Regions from separate parts of the Gasterosteus aculeatus genome. Here region 1 is linked to region 2. The links are chromatin contacts, called in public Hi-C maps. All regions are on one chromosome and are shown on one strand. Each heading gives the region's core, a stretch centred on a gene start, on an enhancer-like site or on the middle of the called end of the contact. The rest is flanking DNA. Distances are from core to core; before and after follow the strand shown. Region 1 holds the start of tmem70 (transmembrane protein 70). Region 2 overlaps LOC120816066 (xenotropic and polytropic retrovirus receptor 1 homolog).

Region 1 (3,788 bases), core at 1,288-3,787, 130 kb before region 2:
TTAGTGGATGCAAGCAGACCTCTCTCGTGCACATGTACTCCTCTCTGGCCTTCAAAAAGCAGTCCGGCATGTAATAACATAACCGGGATATGCTACTTCAGAAAGGATTCATGGTGCACAGAAAAACAACCTATGTGATAGAAACCGTTTTCTTATGAAAATAAAACACCCAATCTAAAGTTAAGCACAGAAATGCCATAAAAACAACAGTATCAATGTCACTTCCATGAATAAGAATGTCAGAAATCCAGATTATTATTACACCACAGTCAGCTTGACAGATATAATTTCACCATATTTACCTGCTGCCTTCCTGTACTCACTGAAATTATATTCATTTTAATACTTTAAATGCTCACTGTTGTGATTCCTTTGTCTTGACTTCTTTTGTGTCTAATCAGTGGTACTGCTGGTGTTGGCGTGCGTCCTGCTGGTTTTCCGACTCTGCACCGTCATCTGGAGGAATGAAATGAGGCCTCTCCACTCCCCGGGCTCAGCGCGGCTGATGGTTTCACCCCTCGATGGCAGAAAATTCATTATTTTTACTTAAACAGGAGCCTTTTTGTATTTGTTTTCCACTGCAGTATTTAAACTGCAGAGCTGCACTTATTAAACATGTTTAAGTTTTCAGGAAGGAAACCTCCTCTTCACTCCTCTTGTCCCTCAACTGCAATCAAAACAATGGGACAATTACTCTGAAACACTAATTATCTACTACCAGTGTTAACCATTACTGACCATTAATATTGCCTGTAGCTGATGTACTTTTTACCAAAATGAATGCATGTCGTTTCAGTATGTTTTGTAAAGCTGTTACAAAAAACTTAAAGCAGTTTTATTTGATTTCATTCATTTATGTTGAATTAAAGCATTGTCTTTTGTCTGAGTTGTTGAAACTATCTTTATAAACTGCAGAGAAAAACATTTGGCTGACACGCACAGTACGAGATATTCTTTTCCCTTCTGTTTTATAAACGCGTAACATTAATCTCCCAGTAGCTGGCTAACCAGCCGCAGGCAGATTGATCCCGCTGATGTGTGTGGCTTTGTTCTCATATAACCGTTGTTGCCATATAACTGTCTCTATGAAGGCAACTCAATGTCAAAGTCCGAGAGCAAATCAGGTCTAAATCAAACATTTGCAAGCAAAAGTCCCTCTTTCACGAGAAAAGGTCCTTTCGGGGACATGGAACCTCTACATCTGATTGGTTACAAACGTCGTCTTTGGATTGGCTGGATGTCATCTCTGTTGAGAGGGATGCATTCCCAACTATAGAAACCCATTTCCACTCTTCATAGAGTGGGGATCTGTCCAATTCTTTTTTTCCCCTATATTATTCTAACTTTGTAAATGTTTTCAACTGCACCACATTGTTCTGTGTAGGCTTGCTATTGTTTTTTACATCAAAAGTAAATAAATAAATAATCAACCTGGATATTTACTGGTTGCCCGCAAGCTGGCGATGCAAACGGCCTTACCGTTAACTATGGGAATAAATGTAACCTTTACTTGTTTTCTTATGTCTATGGTTTATTGAAGATTTCTTTATCTACATATTTAATTCAATTTGCCTCAGAGGGCTTTACAGTCTGTACACATGCGACATCCTCTGTCCCAAAACCCTCACATCGGCACAGGAGAAACTCCCCCAAAAATGAAAAACCCTTCCATTGGGAAAAAAGGGAAGAAACTGTAGGCAATGTAGTAGTGTGCTACTGTGTGCTACACATATTTACTCTGATGTTATACAACATTTCTATTGTTATTAGACCAGCAGAGATTATTCAACACATTCATTATCAATTCTCATTTCAAAGCAAAAATATCCTAAATGTTTTTCTGGACCTTCCTTTATTAAATATGGTTACGATGATGACGGATCAGATGTATCATCAAGCCAAACATTCTTTCTTTCTATATTTTCCTGTTACATGAATTCTGAATCACGACGTGTTTGTGTGTAGTTGTTTAGACTTCACAAGGACTGCAGAGACCTGCAGGTCCATGGTGGAGAGACTCAGGTTGTTTTGAAGAAGAGCGATGGAGGAATGATGAGGGAGGCATCACATTGGCGGCGAGGAGGAACACGTTCTATTCCGATACCCCTCACATGGGAACACGTTCTATCCCCTGATACCCCACATTACACACAGCAAAGATGGGTGGAGAATAAGGGTAAAGTGCGCCTGTGTGCTGTGTGCTACCGGAGGGGGCAGTAGTGTGCTACTGTGCGCTACCTGAGGGGGCAGTAGTGTTCTACTGTGTGCTACCGGAGGGGGCAGTAGTGTGCTACTGTGTGCTACCGGAGGGGGCAGTAGTGTGCTACTGTGTGCTACCGGAGGGGGCAGTAGTGTGCTACTGTGTGCTACCGGAGGGGGGAGTAGTGTGCTACTGTGTGCTACCGGAGGGGGCAGTAGTGTGCTACTGTGCGCTACCTGAGGGGGGAGTAGTGTTCTACTGTGTGCTACCGGAGGGGGCAGTAGTGTGCTACTGTGCGCTACCTGAGGGGGCAGTAGTGTGCTATTCTCCTTCCTACTATAGTATCAAAGAAGAAGAGCGGAAGCGGACGTACGTCATTGTGTGTGCGACGCTGTGTGTCAGTCAGGGTCGCTAACGAAAGAACAATGTCAATAAGAGTAACAGCCATGTTTTCAGTGAATATTGTGCGCAGCACACGGAACCGTGTGGCTTCTCAGTGCGTCAGTAAGAGACACTTTACGGCGCCATGTTTCACAGCCATGAGCAGAGAGAGTAAGCAGCTCGAGGGCCGCAGAAGCTCCTTCCTCAACCCCACCGAGGTACGACTTCACTTTGCTCCCAAACACCTTCTGCTTCTTTCACTTCCATGGTTTTGTATTTGGGATCTATGTGCACGTGCAAGATGCAACCCTCCCAGGGGCATGGTTTCAGGGGAGGGGGGTCCAGGGATTCTCTGCTAGTTTCTGCAGCTTTGCATACGTATGAAACAAATCTCCTCATCAGGCATGTTCTCCATCTCCATGATGCTCCACATCATCGTGATGCACAGAACGGATCCTTACAAGAATCCCTATTTAGTTCAATGCAGACTGAAGAAAGCCCAGACAGTGTAAACACGGATATAAAACAGGAATGTCTACAACATAAGGTGTATTTATGTACTTCTGCATATATAGATGTATCTCTACACATCAATACGAACATAAATACTGGCTTATAATAAGAAAAGTGGACTTTATGCACAAATGGTGCAGATATTACTTCACTAATCCATCAGGAACGTTGTGGTTTACGTGCCATAAAATTAAAAAATAGGGAACTTTTAGAGAAATGTGCCTCTGTCTACCTCCATTGTCCTGTGTATAAGTTTGGATTTATTTATTTTAAATGAATTATTCAGAATGATAATGTGTACGTTATCATCACAGCCGGCTCTAGATTTGGAACAGAGGAGCTGCACTTTGCTGAAGGCTGCTCTCATTGTGTCTTTAGGTGCACTCCCACCGTCCACCCACCTGCCGTCTGTCCTCAGTCCCCCCCTCAGAGGACGGAGACCTCGTGTACACTGGCAGCCTGGCCAGAGCTGTTCGAGGTGAGTCACTTTCATCTTGTTAGTTTCCTGTGTCTGATATGCGGTTGCTAGTGTTTCGCTCATAGTATATTTTGAGATAAATGAAATGATTAATCCTGACGCATATTGGTACCATGTGGTTGTCTCATCCTTACCGGTGCTGCATTCATTATCAGGTCAATCTGAAATGCATTATGTTTCTGGTGATCAGATGTAGATTTCTGCTTTTTGAATTTG
Region 2 (3,967 bases), core at 719-3,218:
CTTTCACCTGTGCGGCTTGTTTGTAGACACCTCGCCATGCTTTTTCACGTACATTGCAAAAATAATACGCCTCAAGTGGGCGCAAAAGCATTGAGGCCCTCAATGACTACACCAGAGCTGCAGATTTCCAAACGGTGAGCATCAGCAGTGCATTATTACTGGATGGAAGGAGAGCAGCAAAGGTAGAATTATAGTGATGCATCTGTGCAACGTCAGCATTCATTTTGCAGTTCTGGTGGGTTGTTTTTCCAGACTGTGGGCTCACCAGGTTACAACGTGCAGTTAAAAATCTTCTATGTATGTATCTATGTATACAATTCCATCTATGTATCTTCTATGTATTAATTCAGCCCAACTGTTTTGAGTAGAGTTAACCCATATTAAACTAAACCCATGTTTATTTTTCTAAAATGGATCATGTAACCGTAACCCCTTTTGGGGGTTTACATTGAAATCAAATGAATCTTATAATTTTCACATACTTAAATTAAGTTTATTTTATTTGAACAATAATATTGTCTTAATTTAATATATTCACACAAGTATAAAAAATTCTGATCCAACTCTACTATATTGTAACAAAATGTACTTTTACCGACCACGATGTACATTAAAAGAAATTCAGTGATATTTACTTTAAAAAAGATAGCTATAACTTTTCATCTTTTTCCTCAATTCTACACACCACACCCAGTGACAAAGTGAAAACAGCTTGATTAAATTTGTTTCAAATTTATTGAAAATAAAGAACAAAGCTATTACATGTACATAAGTATTCAGTCTTTGCTCAATACCTTTTGGCAGCAATTACAGCCTCAATTGGGCATCTGTGGGTGAATGGGCAGCACGGTTGTCCTCCAATGGGGAGGGTTGGCGGTTCAATCCCAGGCCTGGCTAACTCGCATGTTAATGTGTCCTTGGGCGAGACATTTAACCCCAACACTGCTCCTGTAGTTCACTACAGTGTGTGAATGTTAGTTACCGATGGGCAGGTGGCTCTGTGTGTGGTAGCTCCGGTCATCAGTGTATGAATGGGTGAATGATGACATGAAGTTTTAAAGCACTTTGAGGGGCCGTAGACTAGAAAAGCGCTACATAAGTTCTGTCCATTTATCATTTCAAGTCTTCTTGACTCTGATGCTGCGCGGTTGGCACACCGGTTTCACTCCTGTTCATCTCTGCAGGACCTCTAAGGTTGGATGGGGAGCGTCGGTGCACAGACATTATCACATCTCTCCAGATGTTGAATCTGGTTTAAGTCACTGCTCTGGCTGGGGCACTCAAGTTGTCCCACTCCTTTGCTGTCGTGGCTTGTGCTTCGGGTCGTTGTACTGTTGGAAGCCCAGTCTGAGGCCCAGAGCGCTCTGGAGCTGGTTTTCATCCAGGATGTCTCTGTACATTGCTGCATTCATCTTTCCCTCCATCCTCCTGACTGGTCTCCCAGTTCCTCCCGCTGAAGAACATCCCATAGCATGATTCTGCGTGTGCCATGCTTCACTGTAGGGATGGCACTGGCCAGGTGATGAGCAGGGCCTGGTTTCCTCCAGACACTACAGTTGTCATTCAGGCCAAAGAGTTCAATCTCTGTTTCATCAGACCAGAGGATTTTTTTCTTCAGGTGCCTGTTGGGAAACTCCAGGCGGGCTGATGTGTGCTTTTTACAGAGGAGTGGCTTCCGTCTGGCCACTATTTATGGAGCGCCGCAGAGATGTTTGTCCTTCTGGAAGGTTCTTCTCTCTTTATGTGTATGAAAAGCGCTATACAAATAAATTGCCTTGACTTGCCTTTATAGAGCAACATTGGAGTATGAATAGTAGAACATTTTACGTAATAAAGACTTCCCTGGACCAGTGTAATATCACCATCAATAATGGTTCTCAGGAGGCCTCTGTCTGCCTCTTCTCCAGCAGAGCACTTCGAGTCCCGCAGAGCGTGTCCCTTGTGCCGCAGTCGTATGTGATTGGCTGCACATTCAAACGCAGCTCCTCCCACGCTGAATTCCTTTCTGCCTCCAGGCATTCCATGACTCTCTCCCCTGGCTTCAACTGATAGCCGAATCTGAAATCCCTCACTGTCCCGACCAATCCCTATTCACTTAATATTACAGTACATTCGATGATCACACCTTTGACCTTTGACCTAAAGCTTCTTTATGTAAGCATAACATGGTGGATTGTATCAAGAAAAAAATGGGTATTGGGGAAGTATGCGTGCAGACAGGTGGAGATCTGCAGAAATTTAAAAATAAATTATACATTTTTTTTCTCTTTACTTTTAAATGAAATTGACTTGTTTTCCACATTGGCGATATATGTTAAGATTACTTAAAAATATAAGAAGGATTCAAAAACACATTAAAATCAATAAAATGACCTTGATTAAATCATCTAATCAGCAAACAGGACTGACAGGGATGGTTCGTAGAACAATACTCGCCATTTTAACAACATTTCACAGAATCAAAATGTAATGTCATTCTATGTAAACGTTTAATGTTCAATTATGCGATTGTTCCTCTCATCTTATGTCTGCAGGCTTTCAAAGAGATGCTGTATGCTGCTCAGGACCAGGCCCCATCTATTGAAGGTAATATTTCCACGCGCCCGCACACATCACTGAGAAGTTGTCCTGGACATGGAACACTATTGAAGTGTGTTCCTTGAATGATTTGAACCCCATTGAATCCTGAGGAAGTTGAGTACAGTAGATATGTTGTTTGGGATGAGAGAGAAGACCAAGAATCATAACACATAGAAGATGAGTGCACAATCCTTTTATGTCAGACTGTGAAGTGTGCATTCAAAATGGCTTTCATTTCCCATTGACTAACCAAGATGGCGGGGGGCGGCACCCCCCCGCCCCCCACCCCCCAAGACAGTCTGTAAGTGTTTTTTTCACGTTTACAATTTCCACTCCTCGCTATGCGTGGCGATTCCGTCCCGATGCACACACACACACACACACATATAGGTGAGCACGCTCCCACCAGCGGTAAATCTGTGAATGAATACTCAGTTTGGAGTTCATGAACAGATTCCTTATTCCTTAATCCAAACATGTTTTGAGTGCAGTAACCCATTTTCATTTTTAAAACCATGATGTGATATCTGTTATACTGTGATAATAATACTACATATAATAAATACTGATATAAAATTGAGGTCATATTGCCCATCGCTTTGCTGAGATACAAACGTGGACCATAAGTGGTTTTGTCATACATGGGACAGTCCGCTGAAATGACATCAAGTCACATCAAGACAAGTCGCTTTGGATAAAAGCGTCAGCTAAATGACCTGTAATGTAATGAATGAACTAAATGTTCATTCTATGTTATAATATCATTTGACATGATGATATTGATTATATATATGATGATATATATTGTTTATTTATTTATTATTATTTTTGTCACACTTTTTGCCCTCTGAATTCAAAATCTAAAAGGGTGTCTGCACCAAAGGGTGCAGTAAAACGTTTTTAGAGCAGGTAGAATTAGTGTACCAGTGTATACACTGAGAGAATTCTTCTCAGACCTCATAATCATCTTATTAGTGGTGGAAGTTCACCTGGAATAAACATCAATGTGAAGGCAGTTTGCGTCTTTGTTATGTTCTATTTTGTATCAACTTTAACCTCCAGCTCCTCACTTACTTTTACGTAGGGCTACCTCATCCTGAATTCTAGCCTAATTATGTGTCTTTGTATAAATACTCTAACAACAGCCCCTGTATGACCAACATGTAAGGCCTTCAAAATGAAGCAGTTCTTTTTCCTCATGTAATGACAGGCCCTGTGGTGCCCTGCACTCCACCCCCCAATCACTGACTAGCGCACTACGCCTTTCCTGCTACCTTTCCTTTCATCTCATTTTCAAGGTTGCCAAAATAGTTTCACCACTAATGGGGCCAATTTTCAGTTAGAATATGATGCAACAGAATTGGAAACTGAGAAAATCCTGATCAGC

What was found. Hi-C and Micro-C count contacts between places; a contact is called where the count stands out from the background.
Region 1: a contact with region 2 is called in a Hi-C map of skeletal muscle, with 2.3 times the contacts expected there. The contact joins the promoter of tmem70 here to the enhancer-like site in region 2. A contact is called at or near these places in 3 of 6 Hi-C or Micro-C datasets (skeletal muscle, tail fin and whole body).

What each region holds. Positions count from the first base shown.
Region 1 is chr3:5,921,613-5,925,400 of fGasAcu3.hap1.1, reverse strand. tmem70 (transmembrane protein 70) reads left to right here and starts at 2,537. Exons shown (of 3, transcript XM_040171188.2): 1 at 2,537-2,799; 2 at 3,473-3,572. The coding sequence starts at 2,626. It overlaps LOC120816024, which reads left to right. Exons shown (of 7, transcript XM_040171239.2): 7 at 402-886. The coding sequence ends at 550.
Region 2 is chr3:5,788,387-5,792,353 of fGasAcu3.hap1.1, reverse strand. LOC120816066 (xenotropic and polytropic retrovirus receptor 1 homolog) reads left to right here. Exons shown (of 16, transcript XM_040171337.2): 2 at 2,535-2,586. Among protein-coding and RNA genes, the nearest start is that of LOC120816066, 19 kb to the left of the region's middle. Within about 2 kb of position 1,968, at least 5 of the 9 cell types and tissues checked have open chromatin away from gene starts, as enhancers often do.